Regions from separate parts of the Oryctolagus cuniculus genome. Here region 2 is linked to region 1. The links are chromatin contacts, called in public Hi-C maps. All regions are on one chromosome and are shown on one strand. The core of a region is the stretch at or near the end of the contact, and the rest is flanking DNA. Distances in the headings are between cores, read along the strand shown.

Region 1 (6,673 bases), core at 1,973-4,472:
TTCTCTCTTTTTTGTTTGGTTCTTAAATTTTAACTCACACATATAAGGGAGAACATGTGATATTCATACTCGCACATATAAGGGAGAACATGTGATATTTGACTTTCTGGATCTGGCTTATTTCCCTCAACAGGATGTTCTACAGTTGTGTCAGTTTTGCTGCAAATGGTAGACTGTCTTTCTTTTTCATAGCTAAATAATATTCCTTTGTGAAAATATAACATGGTTTCTTTATCTAGTCATCTGATTATGGACACCTTGGTTGGTTCCAAATTTTAGCTATTGTGAACAGTGCTGCTATAAACGTGGTGGCACAGGTATCTCTTTGATACATTGCATTCCAGACTTTTGGCTATAGACCTAGTAGTGGGATTGCTGGATCACACGGCAAGTGTATTTCTTGTTTTCTAAGAAATCTCCACACTGCTCTTCCACAGTGGCTGCACTAATTTACATTCCCACCCACAGTGTTTAAGTGTTCCTCATTCTCCACATCCTGGCCAGCATTTGCTACTCTCTGTGTTTTGAATTTTAGCAATCTGACAGGGCTGAGGTGATACCTCATTGTGGTTTTGACTTGCATTCCCTTGATGATTATTGATATTGAACATGTTTTCATATATTTGTTGCCATTTGTATTTCTTCTTTTGAGAGCTTCTGTTGAAGTCCTTTACCCATTCCTCAACTGGACTAGTTGGTGTTTTGTTGTTGCTGAGTTTAAGTTGGTGATATATTGGAGATATTAATCTTTTACATTGGTGATTTGTAAATATTTTTCCCATTCTACTGGATGTTTCTTCACTCTATTGATAATTTCCTTTTCTGTGAAAAGCTTCTGAGTTGTACATAGTGTCATTTGTTTAGTTTTGCTTTTGTTGCCTGTGTTCTAGGGATCTTATCTAAGAATCACTCCCCACACCAATGTCTTAGAGTGTTTCACCTGGGTTTTCTTCCAGCAACTTCAGTCTCAGGTCTTATATTTAGATCTTTGATCCATCTTGAGTTTATTTTTGTGTATAGTAAGAGGTATGGATCGAATTTAATTCTTCTACATGTATACCTTCAGTTTTGCCAGAATCATTTGTTGAAGATTATGTATGCTCTGGACACTTCTGTCAAAAAATCAGTTGGCTATATTTCCACAGATTAATTAATTAATTTCTGGGCTTTCTATCCTGTTCCATTGCTTTATGTGTCAGTTTTTATGCCAGTACCAAGCTGTTTTAATTACTATAGCTTTGAAGTATGCTTTGAAATCAGGTATTGTGATGTATCTGGTTTGGTTATTCTTGCTCAGGGGGTGAGCAACTGATGATGGAGTACTTTGGGAGATGTTTCTTGGAGCAAGTACAATCTGAAATGAGATATGAGCAGAGAGAAGGAGCCAGCCACATATGAGATAAGAAAGGATTTTCCCAGCAGAGGGAAACAGTAGAAGTTCTGAGTTGAGAAGTAACTTGAAACATTGAAGGAACAAAAAGAGTATTGGTATCTCTTGGGTCTGATAGCTTGACTGAGAAGTAGAGGGAGGAGATAATATTTAGGCAGAGGCAATGGCATCTACTGGTTCTTGATGCGCACAGTGAGAAATCTGAATTTTATTCCAAGGAAATGAGTTTTATTATGTAATAAAAGAGAGATATGATCTCCTTTAGATTTTACAAATAACACACAGGACACAGAGAATATTGATGTGGCTGGATATGTTTAAATTGATTTTTAAAAGAATATGTAGGTCTCCTATGTACTTATAACAGTGCATATGAACACATCACCAAAATTTAATAACTCAAAAAAAAAAAAAACCCTCAAAATTCCAAGGCTCCCTCCCCATCCCCAGTTGGGGAATAAGTTCTGGAAGAGCCACTGTGTGACAATAAGGCAGCCACTTCGAATTGGGTATGGCACTACTGAGCAGCAATGGCAAGGGAAATACATAAAATGCTAAATGCATCTGATGGGATTTCAGTAATCAAATATCATCGTTTGTACAGCCCTGCATTACAGAAGGGATACTTGATAGCTAGCCCGTTGCCCCTCCTGTTCCTGCAAGAGTTTTGTTCTTAGAGTAAATTTACATCCAGCCCCCTGGGGCCAGGTCCAGGCTTGTGTTTCACTTTTCATTATAAGCCATGTTTACCAAAGGTTTACAACTTGGCTGTAAGAAACCATTGGCACTGAAATTGGAAACTTGGCATGGACAGTTTGGCATAAACATTGCCCGGAAGCAGTTTTTCTATCTAAATCTGAGAAAAACAGGCTAGGTCATTTTCAAGTTATTTGTGTTATTCATGCATAAATAAAATGAAGTCTGACAGCTTCAAGCAGTTGTTTGCTTTTGCACTCCTCAAAAATAGAACTGATCCAAGAAAAGTAACATTTGGTAAACAAATACTCCGTGACAAACTGAAAAAAAATGAAGAAAAAAAGGAAGAGTGGAGTATCTTATTAAATAGAAAGGGAAAATGGAAGTATGTAACCAGTCACTTCATTTCAGAAAATAGGAATCAGGAAAGGTATTATTAGATGATTATACAAATTCCAGAGGAAAATTTAGAGAATCCCATGCATTCTGAATTAAAAGTGTGTAAACATGTGAAAGATACACTTCCAAATGAAATATTCTCTTAAAAACTCTGAGGTACACTTAACCAAACACACCAAGTAAGTAAATATACTATGTTAGGGCAAAAAAATAAACAAATTATTGTTAAAGATATGTTCTATGAGGAATGGGCTGGGGGAGAGAGAGAGAGAGAGAGAGGAGAGAAGAGAGAGGAGGGGAGAGGAGGGGAAAGGAGGGGAGAGGAGAGGAGAGGGGAGGGGAGGGGAGGAGAGGGGAGGGGAGGAGAGGGGAGGGGAGGGGAGGGGAGGACAGGAGAGGAGAGGGGAGGGGAGGAGAGGGGAGGGGAGGGGAGGGGAGGGGAGGAGAGGAGAGGAGAGGAGAGGAGAGGGGAGGGGAGGAGAGGGGAGGGGAGGGGAGGGGAGGGGAGGAGAGGAGAGGAGAGGAGAGGGGAGGGGAGGGGAGGGGAGGGGAGGAGAGGAGAGAGAAGAAAATCTGTGTCCTGAATTGAGTTTGGAAATTCAATTTGTGGGCTTTGAATTCCAACAGCCAGTAGCAGCTCTCTAAAGAGGGAAAGTGATGGTGTTGACTGCTCCCCCAAAGAACGCCTTTCTGGCAAATTTAAAAGTCAGTCTTGACGTCAAGTGACTCTTGACAACCCTCCTCATTGAGTCCTGTGAAGCGTGGGCAGAATGGACTTTCACTCTCGCAGCCCTATCGGGATGACTCAAGAGACGGGTTAGGGAGAAATAAAACCAAGCCAATGCAAACAGAAAGTAAAAATAAGTCAGAGAGGAAAGAATGTAGGATGTAGCACAATGCGGCAAGTCCGATAGGCTTGTATTCTAAAAACAAGCGCTGTTTATGGAAGGAATCATTTTCCTAGGCTTGTTGTTCAGTTGATGCTTTCAAATAGACTTCTAGCTGCTGTTTTTTTCTCCAATAAGATGCAGCTAGATTCATATGGTTGTTCTTGGCAAAAGTACTCTAGTCCTCTATTTATAAAGTATGTTTCGCCAGGCTGGATGCAGATTAATAGAATTCTATCGTTTGACAAGTGGAAGAATTTTCCACCTGAGGATTCTATCGGAATGACACCCTTTGGTCGTTATTGGTCCCAAAGGATCAGCTTGGTTCAATCCCAGGTAGCAATTCACGTTAAAAAGATTCCCCTGACACAGTTCAAAGCGAGTGGCTCTCTGGAACAATCCATGTCACTTTCTTCAGGAACGGAGAGCCCTGGCATTTGCAGCTGCAGAGAGAGTCTGACATCATTTGTTTACCCTAATATCAAGATTGTTCCCATAGCGATGTCATGGCATTTAGAATTCCAGTTTATTGCGTGATTTATAGATAAGTTTTTACATCAGAGAGAGATCATCCTCCACATTGAGAAATATTAATAAACATACAGAGTAATTTAATTGAGATGATTCTTTGCATAAGCAGAAGTAAAAGATCTAGGGAGCATTATTTGTAACTCATAAGCCAAATATAGCCTAGAATTGATTCTGTTATATTCATAAGTATTTATATCAAGTAGTGTAGACAGAGAGAACGGTCTTCTGTTTGTTGTTTTTAATAGACTGGGGGAAAATGTTTGCAGGGTAAAATAAAATTTATGCCATTGAGTATACACACATGAGTTATTTTGAAATACTATATGCTTGTCCCCTATCTATTTGGCATGTTCCCAATGAAAAAGGACTATTTGGAGACCATGATTAGAAAAAGTGGAAAACTTCAGAAGCAACTACTTACAGACTTCGGGTTTTTTGGGGGCTAATAGAGCAGTCCAATGGGGAGGGCGGCCCTGAGGCGGAAGCACAGCTTATAAAATTATTCCAACTTCTAGTACACAACCTTATTATACAACTGGGGAAGAGTACTATACTTGTGTTTGTCATTTCGACTCAGAGAAAAACAGAAAGGGCTGAAGCATGACATCTGTGAAAACAGCATGTACAACTTCAGCTCGTTCTACTTCCCACTGAAGGTGTGGCGCCGACGGTCCTTTGCCACCTTGTCGTTGTGCAACTGTGCATCCTTTGTGCTGAAATCCAGAGTATGGGAACCACAGATTTGACAGAAAATTGGGCTGGCCTGGTGATCCATGTTCCAAAGGGACTCGGTGGATCATTTCTTATTTCTTTAGTGCTACATAGTACCTCTTGGGAAATGAAAGAGAAAGCTAACCGCTGTGTTAATTCTTGGAACTGTGAAGAGAACGCGGAGGAGAAGTGGGACAGTGGAAGTTGCTTAGGTTTCAGAATTAGAAAACTCTGGGTTCATTTTCAGCCTTTGTACTTACAAGATTTGTGATCTGGGGCAACTGACTTAACCCATCAGACCCCGCAAGAAGCTCCACCAAAAAATAAGGCCACCCTGTCTACCTCTGCACATGTCATGCAATGCCTGGAGCCTAGAAGAAATTAGCCATGATTCTCTTTTCTCTTTCAGCACATGTATAATTATACTCCTTCAGCAAAATCAGCAGCCTCTACCTCTAAATTTATCCTGACTCTGCCCTGCACTGTTCACGTCTTCTTCCCAGTCACAGTCATAGTTTTCCTGATCTATGTTCACCCACTCCTAAGTATTCTCCCTGCTTCCTGTCTTCCCTACCATCCACTCTGCACATCATCCGCGTGATCCTACAGAAGCAACCTATCACTTTACTCTCTGCTTACGGCCTTGCAATGGCTTTATAACATTCTTTAAATAGGAGTTAGCAAATGCCTAAGTCACACCTGACCCCCACCTGGTTCTGACCTCTTGTCACATCCTCTCTGCTCTTTCCCCTCAACCCATTCTGTCTCCATCCTCACCCCAAGATTATCATTCATACATATTCCCCTGTCTGGAGCACTTGCCACAAAACTTCCATTGCTTTACACTTTCTGATCTTCCTCATTGTGTAAAATCTCTCCTCTTTGGCAATTTCCTGGTTCTGAAAAGTGAAAAAGCCTTCCCAATCCCTCATTCATTTCCTTTCTAGCGTTCATCTGAGTTCTGTTGTTCTGCATGTCTGTCTGTTTGTCCATTCCCCCAGAATGAAAGTGCAGGAACGCTACACAATCTTAGAGGGCAGAGCCTCCTGGAGGTGTGTGGAGCCTGAGCCACACAGGCAGATGGAACTGCCTGAATCCTTGTACCTGGTGCAGTTCTGGGTGCCAAGGAGTTGCTGAATGACTACTGTGTAACTGAACTTGTTATTATAGAAATCACATTTTTCTGCTATAAATTTATAATATCCTGTTTAAAATAGAATAAAGAGAATCAGAAGAAGTGAAGCAGTAGAATCTTGAGTTCAGCAGTGGCTCCCACACATGCTGTAGATCGCTGCACCACAAGCTATCCACAGGAAAAAAAAGTGATGGTGATTTGTGAATAGTTTTGGCCGAGGCTCCTGCTGGATCATATTTTCACAGGTTTATAAATTACTTTATTACTTGTGTGTAAGAACTTTAATGATGTGAAGAGGTCAGTTACAGTTTCAGTGCTACTTTATTGCGTTTTAAGGGACAATTATGTGTTACAGTAGATTTTGCAAAGTTGGGTATTTTCAAAGGTCATGGGCTATATGTCTCACAGATGCAAAGGCACATTATGTTTTACTAGCTGTCTGAGGAATTACCCACTTTTGATTTAATCCCCAAACTTCCTAACCAGTCTGCTTCACGTTCTCTTACTGTGTATGTGGTCAGTGGGCCATTTTTGGAGATGAATATTAAAGTAGTATTGTCTGAGCTACCAAATATTCTGCAATTTTGGCACAAGCCAGGGATAGGAGTGGTTAGCAGGAGTGGGTCATGCATGGGTTGCAGGAATGACCCTTGTGAGGTAACTCCTTTTCCATGTCTCACAATAGATGAGAAAAAGATGTGCTCTGAGCTAGCACCAATTTTCAAGGGGTTCAGGCTGCTGAATGTAGATTGCTTTGAGCACTGACAAAAGGGTCAACTCTAACTTTGAGTGTCTACTATGAACCATGTACTGGTCACCTTGCTAAGTTCTTAAAATTTATACACACTGGTGCACCCGATAATCTATGAGGGCACTATTTTCTTTTAATGGATAAGAAATCACCAACACAGAGCATGAGACGAA
Region 2 (6,463 bases), core at 859-3,358, 140 kb after region 1:
AGGGTCCCAGAGACTTTGGCCATCTTCTGGTGCTTTCCCAGACAGGAAATGGAACAGCTGGGACTTGAACCGATGCCTAAATGGGATGCCTGTATTACAGGCAGTGGCTTTGCCCGCTACGCCACAAAGCTGGCAGTCCCCGATAAACATCTTAAAACACTTGTTCTCCTTGACACCCAAAATGCATTGCACAGCAAGTTACTGATACCACTACGACTTCCTTGATTTAGGGGCTACCTTTTCCCTTCACCCAACTCTCCTCTATTTGTTCTGGAATGCCTGACCCTCCGTTGTTCATTTACTCTGATTCTTGATTCCTTTAATAATATTAGGACCAACACCACAAACTTGAGAAAACCTTCTCCCCAAATTACCATTTCCCACATACTACCAGCTGCTGGTGACTGAAGACTTTGCCCAAGCTGTGGATGGGTCAAGGCACAGGCATTTCCGTTCCTGGAAATAGACACAAGGCACATGTCCCTATGGAGGGCCAGTTCTGCCTCTGTCGCTGAATAAAGGCCAAGACCATCTGCATCTACTACACACAACAGGTACAATAAAGATACTTCTCTTAACTTTTGACTCACACAGTTCACTTTCTGGAATCTTACAGCCTCATAATCCTAAATCACTCGTCTTCCCAAATTTAATACACGAGATCTTCTAAAATTATTTTACATACACCTTTCTTCAGAAATATTTAAAAAAGGGTATTAATCACACTCTATTCTAAATTAGTGGTTATAATTGTTTTCTGTTTTGAATTTTAAAAATGCTTATTCTTCATGTTCCTGGAATTTTTCTTTAAGATGAACATAACAGTGTATTTTAGGAGATAATTTTTATTAAACACACACACACACACTGAATGAGAGTCTCAACCTAATTTGAATTGTTTACACATTCGTGGGAAAACCTAGTTGTTAACCTTGGTGAGGGTTCTTTGAGATTGCCTTCTGCAACATAAACAGATTTCTTCCAATCAGAAGTAAACACCGCATTTTCACAGAATGAGGGTTATTGTATGACAACAAACAAAAGGACGTTTAAGCTATACACGCCTGGTCCTCAAACTTCAGCTGGCACTACTGGGGGCTTATGAAAACACACGAGCAGGGTTGGAGACCTTAGACGCTGCGTTTCTAACAAGCAGAGGTAAGCTTCGCTCCACAGAATCTGAGCGCACTGGCTCCTCGATCCTTTTCCTGAACCTCAGGCTCAACCGATGTGTGCACCTGACGGTGCCCGCCGCCGGCCCCAGGGTGGGCAGCGCAGCGCAGGGACCCTCGGGTGGGGGCGGGCCCCAGGCTCCCCTCACGCAGGGTCCCGGGGGAGGGGGTGGAGGGTCGCCCACGACCCGTCCCCCAGGTCCCCGCCAGCCGACCCTGCGGTCCCCTCAGCAAACCTGCGCCCCGCGCGCCCCCTCCCCGGCTCCGTGCAGCAGTCCTGCGGAGCGGGACGCACAGAGGGACGGGCCGGAAGCCGGGACCCCGGGGGAGACAGGGACAGCCCGCGGAGGCCAGCGCGGCCCCGCGCGCTGCACAGGGAGGGGGACGGAGCACCAGCGCGAAAGGGACCGCGTGGGACGCCGCGGGTGTGAGAACGGAGGGGAACCGGACGCAGCTGAGTGGGACAAAGACGGACGGAGCGGCCGCCAGGGAGCAAGCTTGCGTAGGGTGCTTTGCCGGACCCGGCCGGGCCCGGCTAGGGTCACACCGACGGATACGCAGGGGCCCGGGCGGGCGCAGTCCGGCACGGTTCCCCCCAAAGCGGCTCCCTCAGCCCGGCTTCCCCGACCGCCGGCCGACGACGGCGCTCGGCCGCGCACCTCCCAGCACCGACTCCTCCGGCGCGCGACGGCCCGCGTCTTATATACCCTGCTAAAAATAGCCTGCGAGGCCGCCTTCCAATCAGAGAGGGCAGAGTTCGAATTGAGCCAATGAGGAGGGCTGTGATGGAGAGGCTCGGTCACGCCAGGCGGGGCCGCTGCGCGATGTCGCTCGCCATTGGCCGGAGCTGACATCATCTGCGCGCGGCCCTCGGACCGGGCGCGACCGGATTGGGCAGCGCGCGGGGCGGGCGCGCGGCGAGTCACGTGGGGGGAGGGGGAGTGGGGGGAGCCAGCCCGGGGAGGAGGGGGGAGGCTGGCAGAGGAGCTTTGAATAGGGAAGTTTTGCAGGGGTTACGTTTGCAGTCAGTCCGGTGTTTGCAAATATTGTGTGGGCTCCGCGCGCGCGCTGCGGGCTGCGGGAGGGTCCGGACCGGGGCGTCTGATTGAGTTTGCATGAAACTTTCACCTGCCCTGGCGGGGAGAGTTTCGGCTCCGACTCCAGAACGCACACCTCCCCGTGTTCCCGACAGCGGGGACTGTCTTTTCCAACCCGACATGGATGTGCTCCCAATGTGCAGTATCTTCCAGGAACTCCAGATTGTGCACGAAACGGGCTACTTCTCGGCTCTCCCGTCCCTGGAGGAATATTGGCAACAGGTAAATAGGGATTTTTTTCTCACGTGTCCAGGGCGCCGAGGAGGGAGTGCGTGGAGGCGCCAGGCAGGGTGGTGTGTGCTCGGAGGTGCAGCTTTGGATGAGGATGATTGCTGTGGTTCGAGTCATTTAAAAAAAAAAAAAACAAAAACAAAAAAACATGGAAATCCTGATCTCGGAGCGCCCTTCGGCACGCTCGGGGGTCGCTCTGCAGCGCGCCGCGGAGTTGACAGCCGAGCCGAGCGAGCCCGGCTCCGCGGTGCCCGGCGTGTTTTTTCCCTGCCACCCGAGCGTCTGGAGCATCCACCCCGGGGGAAACCCGAACTCCTCGGCCTGATCCCGGCCCGAGCCCTTGGCACGAGTCTGGCGTTTGTACCGGGTCCAAACTCCACAGCTGGACGTTGTCATATGAACGCACTCGCACGGACTGCCAAGGCATTTTTTTTTTAAGATTTTGTTTTTGTTTTGCTGTTTGGTGTGTATCCATACAGCTTTTTTTTTTTTTAATCTTAACATTTTTGACAACGAAACATAGATCTAGGGCATTTCCCATTTGTTTTCCTTGTTTGGAATTCTTAACATGAACCTAGCTCTGTCTTATTTTTCTTACTTGCTTCTCTTGTTGACCAGGAAAAAAAAAAAAAACTGTTTGCACACACCAGTGACTTGTCAGTCATATGACAGGCAGCCCTTCCTAATTGCCTCAAGTCTTAGTTTGGGAAGAAGAACCCCTGTTTCCGGCATTTTACTGGAACTGGAATGTGGGGCATTGGGAATTTTAGAAACTTAATTTTTTTTTTCTCCTTCTAAAAACCTCGGATTGCCTGAGGAGAGAGACTCCAACACTTGCCCCATTGTCTATAAAAAGATAGCAGGAGGGTCCCCGTGTTGTGTCTCTGCCCTGACGAGCTGTTTGCTTTTTGTCACAGAGTGAATTAGCTGATCAAATAGGTTCTGTGGGTTTCCAAGTCTAGAAAGCTTTTAAGAAGGATGAAATGCGAAGTGTTGCAGCCTTCCGATGCCTGCTTAATTGTTCCCGATCCTCTCCTGCCTTCCTCTCCCCCTCCCCCCTTTTTCCTCCTCAAAGACAGGACGTGATTGAAATTGATCTAAGTAGTTTCCTTCGGGCATTTGGGATTTGGGCAACTAGCCAGACTTGGCTCCTGGTGGCCTTCAGAGGCTTTTAAACTCTCTGAGAGCTTGGTTGAGGTCCCTGGTGCTCATCAGGATAATGGAGATTTTAAATTAGCCAGATTATGAAAGTTTAACAAGATCGCAATAAATGTGCTTTCCTGTGTCTTTGGAACATCAATAAAATAACATCGCCGCCTCTCTTTGGAACACTCTCGTATGCACTGTAACTCAGACATCTAATTTTAGGGGGAGAGAGAAAACAATGATTTTACCCCTTTGCTTGCTCATGCTTGCTGTTTTGATGAGTCTGTGGGGAGGGGGCAGGATGTGCATATATTACAATAGAAGGCACACTGCTAAGTAAGCATGAACCCCTTGGGTAGCCTGTGCTCAGGACGGTGCGCGCCCTGCAAATGATTTGTTGAAAAGAGCAGCTTGGTGTAGCAATTTCAGTGTGTGGAATTGCCAGTAGTACAGCCAGCCTTATATGGGCATGCAGGCAACTGATCCTAGTGAGTATCAGGGCAGACATCATTTAATCCTAAAATGTTTCCTACCATTTTTCTTTTCCAGTGGCTAGAAAGTTTGAAATGGTGGGGAGAGGGGATGCTGATCTCGGCAGTTGTAGCTTCTTGAAAGGTTGGTTGTGGGGCTGGGGAGGGGCACCCTGTCCATGACACACTGCATGTATATTTGAACCGGGTCCTTATTTGGCTGCTGGTCAGAATTTCAAAAGGAAGTCTCCTTTGGCATTGCGTGAAAGAAATAGGAGTGATGACTCATACAGTTGTACTCTTGGCCAGTAGATAAAGTTCTTGTTCATTGTGGGACTCCCAGCAGGGCCGTGGAGTAATTTCCCCCTTGCTTCCTTTACAATAGCAGATGGCCATTCTGGAATGATTCCTCCACTCCTGTTGTTGAAGCTTCTTGTTTTTCTCTGACCACTGTAGAAGCAATTAAAGTTTTGTGGCATGCATGGCCCTGCACTTGGGAATGGCATTCTTTGAAAATGGACTCGGTCTGGGCTACACAGGAAATGGGTGGTTTCTCTGCAGCTCCATTGATGTCCTTGAATACAGACAGTTAGTTGCTGTCTGTTCTCTGAGTATGGCCCTGTGTCGTCAGCTGTGTCCCCAACGGGGTCCATCCGAACACATTATGTGCTGTGCAGTCTTTCTGTCCTGTTGTGTGGATACCTGTGGTTTGTGAAGGGTGGATGGATGACTGGGGCTTTCCTTAATACCCAGGGTTCTTGACAGTGTCAGATAATCTGGTTAAACCTGTTTGGGGGGGGGGGGCGGTGGTGAGCGTAAGGCTGATTTTCTTTGTGTGGTTTACAGGGGAAACGCATTAGAAACGTCAACACTTGTAACTATAGCAAAAAACAAAAACAAAAAACAGGCTTAGTGATCATCACCCATTGTGGCCCTTTATCCAACATTGGGGAAGCTAAGAGAGGTTTGTTTCACTCTCTGCTTTTCCTTCTGAATTCTTACCCATTCCTGGAAACAAATTTCTTCTAACTTTCCTAAGGACATGGATTCCAATTGCAAAAGGTTTTGCACCCATAGTGGCACTGCAGCAGTTTTATCTGTCCTTTGTTCCTGCATGTTTTTGGAAATGTGCTGTTGGTTCCGTTTTCAGTAATCATAACAGTCACGTGCCTTCTCTCTCGGTTCACTTCGTACAGACCTGCCTGGAATTGGAACGTTACCTGCAGAGCGAACCCTGCTATGTTTCAGCCTCAGAAATCAAATTTGACAGCCAGGAAGATCTGTGGACCAAAATCATTCTGGCTCGGGAGAAAAAGGAGGAATCTGAACTGAAGGTGACTTCTAGTCCTCCAGAGGATTCTCTGATCAGCCCGAGCTTTAGCTACAGCCTGGAGACCAACAGCCTGAACTCAGATGTCAGCAGCGAATCATCTGATAGTTCGGAGGAACTTTCTCCCACTTCCAAGTTTACCTCTGACCCCATCAGTGACGTCTTAGTCAATTCAGGAAATCTGAGCTCCTCCGTCACCTCCACGCCTCCTTCTTCTCCAGAACTGAGCAGGGAGCCTTCTCAACTGTGGGGTTGTGGACCCGGTGAGCTGCCCTCACCTGGGAAGGCACGCAGTGGGACTTCGGGGAAGCCGGGGGACAAGGGGAGCGGCGACGCCTCCCCAGATGGCAGGAGGAGGGTACATCGGTGCCATTTCAACGGCTGCAGAAAAGTTTACACCAAAAGCTCCCACTTGAAAGCACACCAGCGTACTCACACAGGTCAGTCCCCTCACGGGCCCGGGAGGCCAGCCATTGGTGGGCCCCGGAAATGCACCAGCCCTGGGAGGGAGCTAGCGTTTCACAGGATGCGATTGGAACACACACATCTTCACTTCCTCAAATTCTTTCCACCAAAGAATTGGGTCTCTTTGGAGCTCAGTGTAGAATCGTGAAGACTAGACCTTGGATGTGGACACGTGGTTAACAGTTGTAGATTTAAGCAGAGAAGAGGCTAGATTGACACCCAGGGTTCTACCCAATCTAGCAATCCAATTTATCAAGGCTCATGGTACCCATTCTACCAGGGCCCATGCAAAATATTCAGTTGAGCTCTTCCTCTTTTTTTTTTTTTGGAAGTGAAACTCAACTGGGTTGAGATCAAGGATCAAGGGTCCCTGGGAGGCATGGAGTATGTATGCTAGTATTGGTGGTAGTGCTGTGAAGCCCAGGGGGAGCCCCTGTGTCTTGTCAGCAGAAGTGTTGACCAGGGGGTATTTACTGAGAAGTTCTCAGTGTTGTTTGATTTCACGTAAAGCGACCCCTGTGATTTCTTAATGAAATACCACACCTTAGCTAA

The links. Hi-C and Micro-C count contacts between places; a contact is called where the count stands out from the background.
Region 2: a contact with region 1 is called in a Hi-C map of an unstated tissue, with 2.2 times the contacts expected there. The contact joins the promoter of KLF6 here to the enhancer-like site in region 1. A contact is called at or near these places in 2 of 6 Hi-C or Micro-C datasets (psoas muscle and an unstated tissue).

The regions. Positions count from the first base shown.
Region 1 is chr13:92,689,884-92,696,556 of mOryCun1.1, forward strand. No RefSeq gene overlaps it. Among named protein-coding and RNA genes, the nearest start is that of KLF6, 140 kb to the right of the region's middle. Within about 2 kb of position 3,223, at least 4 of the 8 cell types and tissues checked have an H3K27ac peak or open chromatin away from gene starts, as enhancers often do.
Region 2 is chr13:92,834,407-92,840,869 of mOryCun1.1, forward strand. It overlaps KLF6 (KLF transcription factor 6), which reads left to right and starts at 2,109. Exons shown (of 4, transcript XM_002720810.5): 1 at 2,109-2,491; 2 at 5,313-5,886. The coding sequence starts at 2,288.